Linked DNA regions of Danio rerio: region 1 is linked to region 2. A link is a contact called in public HiCAR-type data. All regions are on one chromosome and are shown on one strand. Each heading gives the region's core, a stretch centred on a gene start, on an enhancer-like site or on the middle of the called end of the contact. The rest is flanking DNA. Distances are from core to core; before and after follow the strand shown. Region 1 holds the start of ptenb (phosphatase and tensin homolog B). Region 2 holds the start of lipf (lipase, gastric).

Region 1 (2,700 bases), core at 6-2,505, 220 kb after region 2:
TGTGACACTGCTTGTGCATTTCATCTAATCCATCGCATTATATAAACCTGCGACGCGTCTTTTGTTATTAACCCCCAAACTGTCTTGATCTGAAATGTAAACATTTTGGGAGTTAGATTGCAGATTAGCGGTCAATCGATAGATCAGATTACGTAAAATGAGGAAAATGACATTTTATGACCTCACTGGAGTTGCTTATATTGTAGTCGTCACATGTAACTTGCAGACAAGCCTAAAATAACCGTATAAATGAAACGACGGCTCGATAACGTGGATAAATTAACAACTGACATTAATCTAAACGGCGTTGAGCTGATGCAGGAACAGAAACCAACTGATCTAGATCACATCATGTACAATCGGGGACTCAGTCAATAGTTCCTATAAAAAGGGAAAAGCAAAAAATGTAAATAAATGCTCATAGCTTTTTATATTCGGACGGGACGTCAGAGATTTCTTGATTTGGAACAAGATGCAAGCCGTTACCTTCATTGCCGACACTGGTTTCAACACAATAGACAGAACAGGGACATTTGATTGATCAAAGAGGATACATGTCAAGTCCAAGTCGAACCCGTCTTCTTGGTATCTCCTTTTATTTCTACTGACAAATTCCTTTATGATCGCAGCCATGGCTGTGACAGGAGTCTTTAGGGTTTTTAGTGTGAGAGAGAGTATTGTTGCTTTCGGACGGTCGGTCGTCTTTATGCTCTGCTCGTTTCGCAGTCCCCCAGCTAGCTAGAATGGAGTCTGCTGTGGCTCACTCATCAAGGGCCTCGCTCCAAACCACCACAGGCCCGGCTTCCAAAATGCCCTCCTCGGCTCAGACGAGCCCTGGGTGAAAAGATAAGCAACTTCCCACGTCTGGAACTGCAGAATCTCTAGTGCACGACAAGTCTCTGGTCGCACCGAAGCCGCCGTGATTGAGCGGAAAGGCGGAGAGAAAATCCTCTCCGGTGCTTCCACTTGAAGATCGGTCGTCAGAGCCCCGCTCGCACTCAGCTCGCGCTCCGTCTAGCCTCAACGGCTAACGCGCTAGCCCGTCTACACATCCTTAGAAAATAAAAGCCATTAAACTCTACGACAATCCGCGATGACCAGGTTCCAACACATGAAACAAAATGTGACAGCCTCCACCAAGAAATGAAAAACTCGATATTTAAATGTGGCGTAAGAGACACCTCCGGTTCTGTCCTTATCCTCCACTGCTCCACTGCCTGTTACACTCTCAAACTTCCATCATGGCTTCCCATTGAAAAAAGATGACGTTCGGACGACATATTCATCCGCATTGGCAAATAGTTCTACGGCTATTTCATTTTATGTCAACAACAAATATGTTTTTGCATCCTAGTATATAAATATACTTATTTTAAAGCATTCTTGTTGAGCTGACATGGCGTTAAATTAAGTAATATATCAACTATCTAATGTTAGGGTTACTGCGAGCGCACTAATACACAGTCGGACTACGTTTTGTTCCACGGTCACGTGTCTACAGAAATGAGCCAAGTTCCAATATTTTATATCAGATTTCAAGTCAGTTATGTAGGTGTTCCGCTCCAACATTGTCGTTTCCTTTTATGAAACAAACTCTAATTGGCTTGCCACACAATAACTGAAAGGTACAACCTACGTTTATTTTAGTCCCACTTCTGAACACGGAGAAAATATCAGAATGCACGTAAGTTATGTACCCCTCTCACCAGTGCCTCGACTACCCTGCAGGAAATTACTGAAATGCTTACGCCAGCAGAAAAGTAAGTTACTGCACAGAGGCACAATCATATTACCAGATACCTGTACATTAAATTATAGAAATTAATTGCGCCCACCTGTGATGCTAATTGTATTTAATTATGTATTTGTGTTATAGGCGTGTTCTGTTACGTTTGCTCAGATGTGGATTTTGCCCCAAGGACGAAACGGAGGTGGAAAGTTCTAGCTGCGTTTCAGACAGCAAATCCTTATTGTAGAGCGCCATCTGTCAGAATATTCTAGAATAAAGCTCGTATGCTACAAGACCAGTGGTGCCTAAACATTTTCGTAAGAAGGGCCTAAAACCAAACATCACTGAGAGCCGTGGCCGATGGTAAATATACCAAACTACATTACATTAAAGTTGCCATGAGTGATTTGTTTCATAATATTTCCAAATAATTGTTACTTTGTGTACAAAATAAATGTTACATTAAATTGTATTAACTAATGCAGTATACATTTTTAAAAGAAAACATTATTGCAATAAAACTTAAATGAATATGAATACAGAAGTCAAGCACAATTTGCCTTTGATTTGATTTGCTCACCAAAATCTCTGCATTGCCGGGTGACAGTATGCACATTTAAACAAAATCTGAGTAATTTACACCATTTAATTGAAACATTCAATTTCAGTTAGGCTTTAACAATAAAACAAATAAACAAACAAACAAAGGGTTACATTTAATTTTAAATGACAATCTCAGAACCCTCCTCAATTCTCCCTTTCTTCTCAAATGGGTTGGCGAGACAAATCAAAGGTTACCATGGGCCAACATTAGCCAGCACAGCAGGTCCTACTTTGGAGATCTAAATGCATCAACTTTCTTGTTTTTAATAAATAAATAAAAAATGTGTTTATAACTTTGATATCTCGTTAAAAGTAATGTCAACTAGAAGTTCAGTCACAATGTAAACTGCATCCACTGTGTCAACTGA
Region 2 (2,700 bases), core at 166-2,665:
TTGTATTTGGGTCCACTTTAATTATGCATCATATCGATAAAGTAAGGTTTAATTTTACAACTCAGCGTTCACTCAAAGAAAAAGTAATTCAAGTAGCACATCTGAATGGTTTTAAATGAGTTTTTTTTACTTAAAGAACGACTTTTAGAACAATGCAAGATGGAACGAAAAATGAAAAATGGCAGGGGTGTACAGAACAAAACATATATAAGACAATGTGTAAGTACACATACTAACAGACAAGGGCCTTGTGAATTTACAAGATCTTAAAGGTTTCCAGTAAAAAAGCGGTTTTGATGGCTTATTTATTAGTGCTTTGCTTTATGTTGTTTGTATAATGTTTTAATTCAATTAGTATAGTAGGATAAAATGGTTTTTGGTTAATAAATTTGCATCTGTAAATATGGTACTTTGTAAATATTATCAAAAGATTAATAACATAAGCTTCGTTCTTTATTTTTTGTTGTACTTCAAAAACCCTAAAATAACATGTTGGTATACTAAATGAAAACTTGGCAATAATTTTTAATTTATGAAATTGGTCATCTCGTACCATATTTTCTTTGAGAAGTGGCAATTCCAAAACATATGCGGCAGTTTTTGGCTGTGACAAACAAAATAAACAGTTTTGATCTATTTTCTGTCTAAACTTGGGGGGAAAAAATGTTTGACAGGGTATTATTTATGCAGGATTTTAAATGAGACCTCTTTAAATTTGTTTTTAGAAATTAAAAAAATTATTAGAAATTATTCCTCTTAAAGAATTTGTTAGGCAACGACCATACCTTTTCCAGATCAAATCTCTAATGAACCCAGACCAATAAGAAATTATGTAGGGTTTACTAATTATGGGTGATTGAAATAAGGAACGTATACGGCCTTATTTTGGTGAAAAGAAATACAAATTTTCCCACACAGTATATCTTTAGGGTGTAACAAAGAAATATTTCCTGAATATGAGTAACTTTTACATAGTGAGACAATACATAAGGGAATAGCAGCAAAGACCCATGCAAATTTTTATGGAATACATGATAATTAAAATGTGATAAAAATTCTTCATAAGTCATTAAGTAACCTTGGGAATTTAGTACATGTTTAAATGACAGGTACTTTTAGAATAACAACATGTGTTACGAAAGCACGAGAATTCGCACTGCGCAAACAACGCGGTTAAATCACATTAAGTGACATGGTAAGTTCGCGCACTTCATAAGTCGTTCATGGCAAATGTATTGATTACTGACCACTATACAACTTCATTCTGTACAGCACAAACAATTCGTTTTAAACTGTTCGAAACCAACTATCTGATACCTCGTTCGTTAATAAGGTCCTACACATGCAATACGAAAAACACTTAACTTACCCAACAACTTTGGTTAAGCTCTCAGCAACCTAAAATGTGTGAAGCGTGAGTCCTGACCACACTGACGGCGATCAAAATGCTTTAGCATCAGCTGACAGTGACATCATGGCTTGATCACTGTTTTAAAAACGCCTTTAATCAATCAACCTCGATTCCTGAAGAAGATTCATGCATTTGGCTGCTTCTTTTTCGATTTTAAGGAAGCAAGCGAAGTAAAGCAATCCATATTATTTATCAAATTGACGTCTTTACTAGTTACTGCAAAAGGTCGTCTTTTAATAAAATTAAATGAAATAAACTGTGCTTTTGCTTCATTGATTACTTGTGTCCCCTACGATTGAAAATAATTTGAATTTATTATAAGTATTGCTTATTAACAAATGAAGATGGTGATGTTATTTTTAATGTAGATATAAAACAGGCATAACGCTTTATTATGTTTATTATCTGATGCTTGGCTATTCTGCATATGTATCACTCAAATATGAAATAACCAAGGGTTATGCTTTGGTTGGCCAACAAAAAACACTTCAGGCTTTCATAATACTTAAAGGGACAGTACAATAAATCGTGTAAGATCTTCAGACAAGCGCGAACGCTTTGCTTTTCTACCTCAAACAGTTGTTTATTCACATTTTCTAAAAATGTCCCGAGTTCTTATAGTTGGGGCTGGACTCACAGGTAGTTTATGTGCCTGTCTGCTGAGGAGGGAACTGCCAAACAAAGTTAATATAGTCGTGTGGGACAAATCTCGCGGTGCAGGTTAGCATCTTATCTATTTTGACACACATAATGCTTTTTTATATGCTGATTTAAAACACTTATAGAGTGGTGTACGTCTCGTGAGTTTTAATCTTTGGATCAGCTGTATGCAGCCAACTTTCATTCATTAAGGTTAACCACGCTGGTGACCTTATAAACATGAGTAGAAAATGGGCAAATATGACGTAACTACATTTTATTATACCCTATATTTTCGTAATATGCACTTTTGCATGAAAGCCCAAATTGGGCAGTTCGTCACTGTATTTCAACCAACGTACAATGATGAAAAACCTGATCGTGAAGTTTAAACTTTGCCCTTTGACAGGTCACGCCCACATCAAATAACACGGTGGATTGAATGGGGTTGGTGAATTAAGAAAAAAAAAAAAAACTTTGGATATGTAGGTTAAAGATGACAATCAATCCTATTTAAAATATAATTGTATTTGTAGTTGAGGTACTTTGTAAAATGAATGTAGCTAATTTTATTTAATTAAGTATGATTCTTTTTTCATCTAAATGTCCAAGGGTTTAAATGTTAAACATTTTCAGACAAGGCTTTTTAT

What was found. HiCAR-type assays count read pairs that join an accessible place to other places.
Region 1: a HiCAR-type map of caudal fin shows a contact between it and region 2, with 11 times the contacts expected there. The contact joins the promoter of ptenb here to the promoter of lipf in region 2. A contact is called at or near these places in 4 of 18 Hi-C or Micro-C datasets (caudal fin, embryo, hematopoietic stem cells and 1 more) and 2 of 4 datasets of contacts at active chromatin or transcription factors (caudal fin and pancreas).

What each region holds. Positions count from the first base shown.
Region 1 is chr12:19,019,877-19,022,576 of GRCz12tu, forward strand. It overlaps ptenb (phosphatase and tensin homolog B), which reads right to left and starts at 1,256. Exons shown (of 10, transcript NM_001423688.1): 1 at 555-1,256. The coding sequence starts at 633. It overlaps LOC141376785 (a long non-coding RNA gene), which reads left to right and starts at 1,484. Exons shown (of 3, transcript XR_012387943.1): 1 at 1,484-1,760; 2 at 1,877-2,092.
Region 2 is chr12:18,796,231-18,798,930 of GRCz12tu, forward strand. lipf (lipase, gastric) reads right to left here and starts at 1,416. Exons shown (of 10, transcript NM_213404.1): 1 at 1,370-1,416. It overlaps rnls (renalase, FAD-dependent amine oxidase), which reads left to right and starts at 1,952. Exons shown (of 7, transcript NM_001002607.1): 1 at 1,952-2,131. The coding sequence starts at 2,014.